Linked DNA regions of Mus musculus: region 2 is linked to region 1. The links are chromatin contacts, called in public promoter capture Hi-C maps. All regions are on one chromosome and are shown on one strand. Each heading gives the region's core, a stretch centred on a gene start, on an enhancer-like site or on the middle of the called end of the contact. The rest is flanking DNA. Distances are from core to core; before and after follow the strand shown.

Region 1 (3,063 bases), core at 295-2,794:
CATCTTTCTTTTTTCATTTCTCTATTGATAGACATCTAGGTTGTTTACTGGTTATTACAAATAAAGCTGCAGTGAACATAGTGGAGCAAGTGTCCTTGTGATAGCATGGAGCTTTGTTGGGGTAGAGCAAGAGTGGTATAACTGGACCTTGAGGTAGATTGATTTCCTATTTTCTGAAGACCTGCCATATTGATTTCTGTATGGCTGTACAAGTTTGCACTCCGCCAGCAATGGAAAAGTGTTCTTGCTCCTCATCTCACCAGCATGAGCTCTCACTTGTGTTGTTGATCTTAGCCATTCTGACGGATGTAAGATGGAATCGCAAAGTAGTTTTAATTTGTATTCCCCTGATGGCTAAGAATGGTAAACATTTACTTAAGTGTTTCTCAACCATTTGAGATTCCTGTGTTGATAATTCTCTGTTTAGATCTGTGTCCCATTTGAAATTGGATTACTTGGAGATATATATATATATATGGTTTCTTAACTTCTTTATATGTTTTGGATATTAGACTTCTATCTGATGTGGAGTTGGTAAAAATATTTTCCTATTCTGTAAGTTGCTGCTTTGTCTAATTGACAGTGTCCTTTGCCTTACAGAAACTTTTCAGTTTCATGAGGTCCCATTTATGATGTTTCTGATTAAGATGCACTGTATACAAATACAAAACTTTAAAAAATAAATAAAAATTTAATACTTGAAAAGCCTTTATCACATCTTGATATCCAGTAGGATGAATCCAACAGTGCATTTTTTATATTATATACACACATATATACATACTTATTTGTTGCTTCTATATGTGTATGTATTGTGTATGTAAGACATACACACTTATCTGTTGCTTCTATACATGTATGTATATATACACACTTATCTGTTACTTCTATATATGTATGTATGTATATACACACACACTTATCTGGTGCTTCTAAACATGTATTATGCATGTATATGTGTGTGTGTGTATATATATATATATATATATATATATATGATATATTTTGGTTTATTTGTATACATAGAAATGCAACAAAATTAGACCATAAATATATCAAGGCAGTTGCTATGTAGGAGCTTTTAACATTTTCCTAGCTTTTCCAAATTTTCTGCAATAAATATGTGTGTGTTACTATCAGAAAATGATACATTTAGAAACCTTATGTTCAAGGAAATAACCATTTATTTTTTTGTATTTTTGTAAATTTAGATTGTGCACTTTAGAGGAAAGAATCTGAGGCTAATTGTATCCATATAAAGCTAAGCATGCTCTACTACCTAGCTCATGAGATATTTCAGTTCCCTTAAACAGCAGTGCTGTGCCACCTGCAGGAAGCGCAGTGCCTCCTCTGTTCTGCTCCCCCTGCAAAGCACTACTGTGGGGCTGTCTGGCTCTGAGGCGCTATTTTAATTTGCTCCAGACTCTCTTGCTTTACTTTTTAAAAGCAGACTTGCTTCTGTTTACTAAAAGGTTACAAAAGGTCACCCATATTTTCACTTTACTCATTGACTTATCAAGTAAATAATTGTGCTTCGTCAGCAGGAATCCTATGAGGTAATTCACCAAGCCGTGCCCTAGGAAACACAGCATAGATTCCATTTGCTGCTGTGTCCATGTGGAGCAGATTTGACTGCGTTTGTCATTTGTATTCCTGGCTAGAGTTAATTGTTAGTTACACTGTTAATGCCTAGATTTGCTAGTTACTGCATCTTGCTACATTTCCCTGTACATTTGCTGCACTGAGCCCATTACTCACTGACCCTAGCTTCTGGCTGCACCGGCTGATGCTTAGCATCTCTGCCTGAGAAGGTGAAGGCCCTGGAGGCTAATCTCTTGTCTTACTTCTAGTGGGATTTCCTTCAGTTCCTAGAACATCCTTAGCACGAAACAGGCATTTAGTAAACGCTTGTGAAATATGTGACCTTTCCAGGAGGCATTGCTCTATAATGCTTAATCATAGAAAAAGAATGACTTACTTTAATAAATCAAAGCAAAAGATGAATGTGTATTTCAAATTGTTCGTGATAATAACAAACAAATAGTAAACAAAATTTATTAGAGGTTTGTTTTTGTCTACAAAAGAAGTCCTGTGTTCCTGGAAAAGAAACTGAAAGGGGAGAGAAGAAAAACTGTGAATATTTATTCTGTGGCCTGGGCATGGCTCTGACCATAAAGACAGAGAAGTCCTCATTATTTGTGTGACAAAAACTTGGGCTTACAGACATGAAGTGCTCTATCAAAGATTTCACAACTACTTCAATTTTGATCAATATTTCTAGAAACTTCCAGTGCTCTTTTTCTTAAACTGCATTGTCTATGAGCAGGTTTTGTGGACTTTGAAAGACAAAATGAGAATCAGAACACAGTGAGTTTATTCAGTAATCTCAGTGGCCAAGGACAGCCACCTCCATGATCTGGCCTCTCCTTCCTTTCACAGAAGTGCATCTGGTCACTTGAATTGACCCTTTACTCATATGTTCCTGTGGCTAACTATCCTACTATTTTTTTTCTTTTGAGACAGGGTTTATTTGGGTAGCACTGGCTGTCCTGGAACTGGATCTGTAGACCAGGCTGACTTGATTAAAGGCATGAGCCACCACCACCCAGCTTAACTATCTTATTTTTATAAGAATATTGTTTGGCTTTTTATTGAAGACTTCCTGGCTTTTTTTTTTTTCTTTTAACTTTCTATTGGTTCTTTGTGAATTTCCTATCATGCATCCCACTCCCCTCCCCCTTCCTTCATATCTACCCTCCATCCTTCCCTCTCCCTTCCCCCTTCCTTCATATCTACCCTCCACCCTTGTAACCTCCAGGGCCTGAGAGGTAATCTTCTTGTGGAAGCTGTAGTGTCAATGTATCCCACAGTATTCCCTCTTGTCCACATTTCTTTCTTTGCAAAAGTTCGTTCCAATGACATATTGGTGTGGCACGAGGCCTTTGGCTTCTCTTACTCTGTCAGTACTGAAATCTCACTGTGACTCCTCAGATATCCTGTTGTTGCCCTGTATCATGGAGATACTGTAGTTTGGAGTCTGTAAGATTAGCCCCTTCATGTATT
Region 2 (3,063 bases), core at 365-2,864, 160 kb after region 1:
GACAAAAAGCAGTGTGAATAAGCAGTCAGCTAGCCCCTAGCCTTCTTCCCAAAGTTACTCCCTAGCCCCCCTGCCCAATACCTGACACCAAATTGCTCTTGCCATGGCAAGACTGGTAGATGCTTCAAAGAACACTGAGAAGCCACAGACACACACACACACACACACACACACACACACACACACACACACACACTTCCTTTTTAGTTTTTTTTTTAATTCATCAGGCCCACCAGGAGCTAATGCTTGTTTAGTTCATGTTCTTTTTATTTTTAAAATACAAATAAAACTTTTTTCAATATAAATATATCATTTCATTCAAAAGTAGAAAAAATATACTATAACCTTGGTCACTGCCCAGCAGGAACAAATTTGATTATTTAAAGAGTCAGAAATCAGGTCTTCTCTCAACATGTGAGGTTAGAGCCCAGTTCCAGTGCGATTTCATACATAGGAAAGTCTTGGTTCTAGAAACAAATCATTTCAGAGATCATAATGATTCAAATACACCACGCTGAATGTCTACCTTGTGTCCTGGAGTCAATGACACTGGGATAAGTTGAAATTTAACACCAAGACCACAATTAAATTCACATAGAAACATTATATAAATTACTTTGTCAGGCTGCAGAAACAACATTAGATTTTATAGCAGTGTGCATCACTTTAAAAGTTACAAACTTCTAATAAAGTAACTCAAGTCTGTTTCTTCTTCTGGATCAAGTGTACAGCGCATCGCTCTCTGGAGTTCACGCAGCGCTCACCGCAGGCGCAAAGGCTCTCTGGCAGGGGCGCGGACCGCAGAGTGCCCAGCATTTTGTCCCAGTGTGTGAAGTAAGGAGCAAAATTGCAGTTAAACTGAGAGTGATGCATGTCGTGGTGAGCCACGCCCCCGTACCAGCCAAAGGGCACAAGTCTGTGAGTGGACCACGGGAAGTCATAGCCCGAGTGGTCCTCCACCGACAGCCAGATGTTAATCACGTGAAAGGTAAAGATGGTGAGTGGGTGACACCGAAGCACCGCGACGTTCAGCACGTCGAAGAAGGTCAGCGAAAGCAGCTCCCAGAAGCTCATGTATTGGGTCGCCAGCGCGAAGGAGGACGAGTTCTGGTGATGCACCTTGTGGAAGGTGCGGTACAGCCAGGGCACCTTATGGTGCAGCAGGTGCCACGCGAAGATCTCGGTGTCGAAGAGCAGCAGGCAGATCAGGACGTGACTTAGGAGCTGGACGAGCTCAGGGGCCTCCTGGGGGAGGAGCGCCGGGCTGCGCACCCAGTGCAGCAGCGTCACCGGGAACACGAACACCAGGTGCTGGTAGAGTGTCAGCCCCAGGCAAGGCAGAAGCTGCTTTACGGAAGGCGAGAAGTCCGGGTGGATCTTGTAGCGTCGCAGGATGGGGACCCAGGGATACAGGACGTCCAGCACCACGAACGGTAGGCAGAAGCCCACGTAAGTGATGATAGAAAAGGTGACTGGGAAGATGGGTGAGCGCGTGAACGCCTCCCTTGTCCTTATGGTGTCCCAGAGGGGCTGCAGGAGCAGCTGGCTGGAACAGCCCAGGTCTTGGAGCTCCGAACCGTTGTAGCAGCCCATGCTGAGACTATGTCCCACAATTGTGGTCTCCCCAGCCCCGCCGACTTTTCTTAAGACTGTGGCCACTCCCCCCAGTGACGTCACCCTTCCGTCTCCTTCCCACCTCCCTTTCCCTGCTAAAGAATTTTGCTTAAATAACCCGAATTTTGTTCCTGTCTATGTCCTGGTTTATAGCTGCATCAAATCTCCCCTTCACGCAAGCAGCGGCCCTTAAAGCCCTTTCCCAGACGTAAAGAACTGTTTGCTTGCCTTTCAGCTGATGTACTAATGACACAGGAGAGAGCGATTCTGCCTTGGGACAGTTCACCCGCCATCACCGCTAAAAACTAATGAGTTCTTCGCTCTCAGAAGGCGCTGTTTCTCAACCAAAGCAGAATTCCCTGGGTTTTAAAATATCTGTTTTTGACTGTTTAAAGACTTATTCTACACCTTGGGGGACTCTGAGTGTGCGTACCTCACGCCACAGTGCTGGTACTGGGTCCGTTGCAGACAGGGATTGAGTCCTGTAGGAGAGGGAACCTGGCATCCTCCAAAAAAGAGCAGTCAGGCTCGCAGCCTTTTGGCGCGGACGACTCTCCCGCTCTGGTGCCCTTAAAGCCCGCGGTGTCAAGAGCAGAGATCAGATCCTGCAAGACAGCGGTCAAGAGGGCAGCACTGCCAGCCTTTGCTCTGGGTTGGAGAACGGAGGCTTAACACCCGTAAAGGCTCACTCGATTGGGCCAAACCGCAAAGGCCAGTGGAGAAGAAGATCTGAGCAATCTCATAGCCTCCCGGAACATGTCTCATCTCCCCTGCCATTTCCTTAGAGGTCCCTCAGGCTCCGACTTTTACCAACCCTCAGTTGTTCCCTACTCCTCAACTCCTGGATACCCTTTCAGACACTGGGACTGATCGTCCAGGGACTGAGCACAGGAGGTCAGTACTATATCCAAGGAGAGTGCCCTAGAGAGTGGAGCACAGAAATCAGCCCCGGGTAGCGGATACACGGCACAGAAGATCCCAGAGGAAAGCCAGGGGCCATTCTCCCAGGGTTTCCTTCTTGAATTTGTGTCTTTACAGCTGCTTTTCTCTGCTGGAAGCTAACATAGTCTTATACAAGCTTGTGTTTCTTGTGTTATTTTCCAAAGAAAACAGGGATTGTAGCTCTAGGAGCCTGCTGCCAGTCCCCCCTGGGGGGGGGGAGGGGGAGGGGATGGACTGTAACTTTTGCCTGCACAAGACTGTTACTTGTGATTCACACTCATCAAGAACTGGCTCCCACATTTGTCAGGAAGTACCCCATAACTGTGGCTTCACAGCTCTCTATCTAAGGCCTCAGCACATACCAAAGGAAATAAGGCACACAATCACTTTAACTTTGTATTTCACAGGTAACCACTAAGATATTTGGAATTAAATGCAAATAGTTAAGGTTTTTTTTAACATGAAGAAAAGATAAAAGGATATAAAAAACAAACACATATGGTAAAA

The links. Promoter capture Hi-C pulls out the DNA fragments that hold promoters and counts their contacts.
Region 2: a promoter capture Hi-C map of liver shows a contact between it and region 1, with 4 times the contacts expected there. The contact joins the promoter of Ch25h here to the enhancer-like site in region 1. A contact is called at or near these places in 8 of 39 promoter capture datasets (the 3T3-L1 cell line, embryonic stem cells, epiblast stem cells and 4 more), 2 of 484 Hi-C or Micro-C datasets (bone marrow-derived macrophages and granulosa cells), 7 of 115 datasets of contacts at active chromatin or transcription factors (CD8 T cells, bone marrow-derived macrophages, effector CD8 T cells and 3 more) and 5 of 9 other capture datasets (adipose tissue, embryonic stem cells, liver and 2 more).

What each region holds. Positions count from the first base shown.
Region 1 is chr19:34,311,022-34,314,084 of GRCm38.p6, forward strand. All of the region lies in intron 2 of Fas (Fas (TNF receptor superfamily member 6)), which reads left to right. Among named protein-coding and RNA genes, the nearest start is that of Fas, 22 kb to the left of the region's middle. Within about 2 kb of position 1,545, at least 3 of the 459 cell types and tissues checked have an H3K27ac peak or open chromatin away from gene starts, as enhancers often do. A contact at or near this core is called in liver, where this site is marked.
Region 2 is chr19:34,473,534-34,476,596 of GRCm38.p6, forward strand. It overlaps Ch25h (cholesterol 25-hydroxylase), which reads right to left and starts at 1,615. Exons shown (of 1, transcript NM_009890.2): 1 at 250-1,615. The coding sequence starts at 1,593. The coding sequence ends at 697.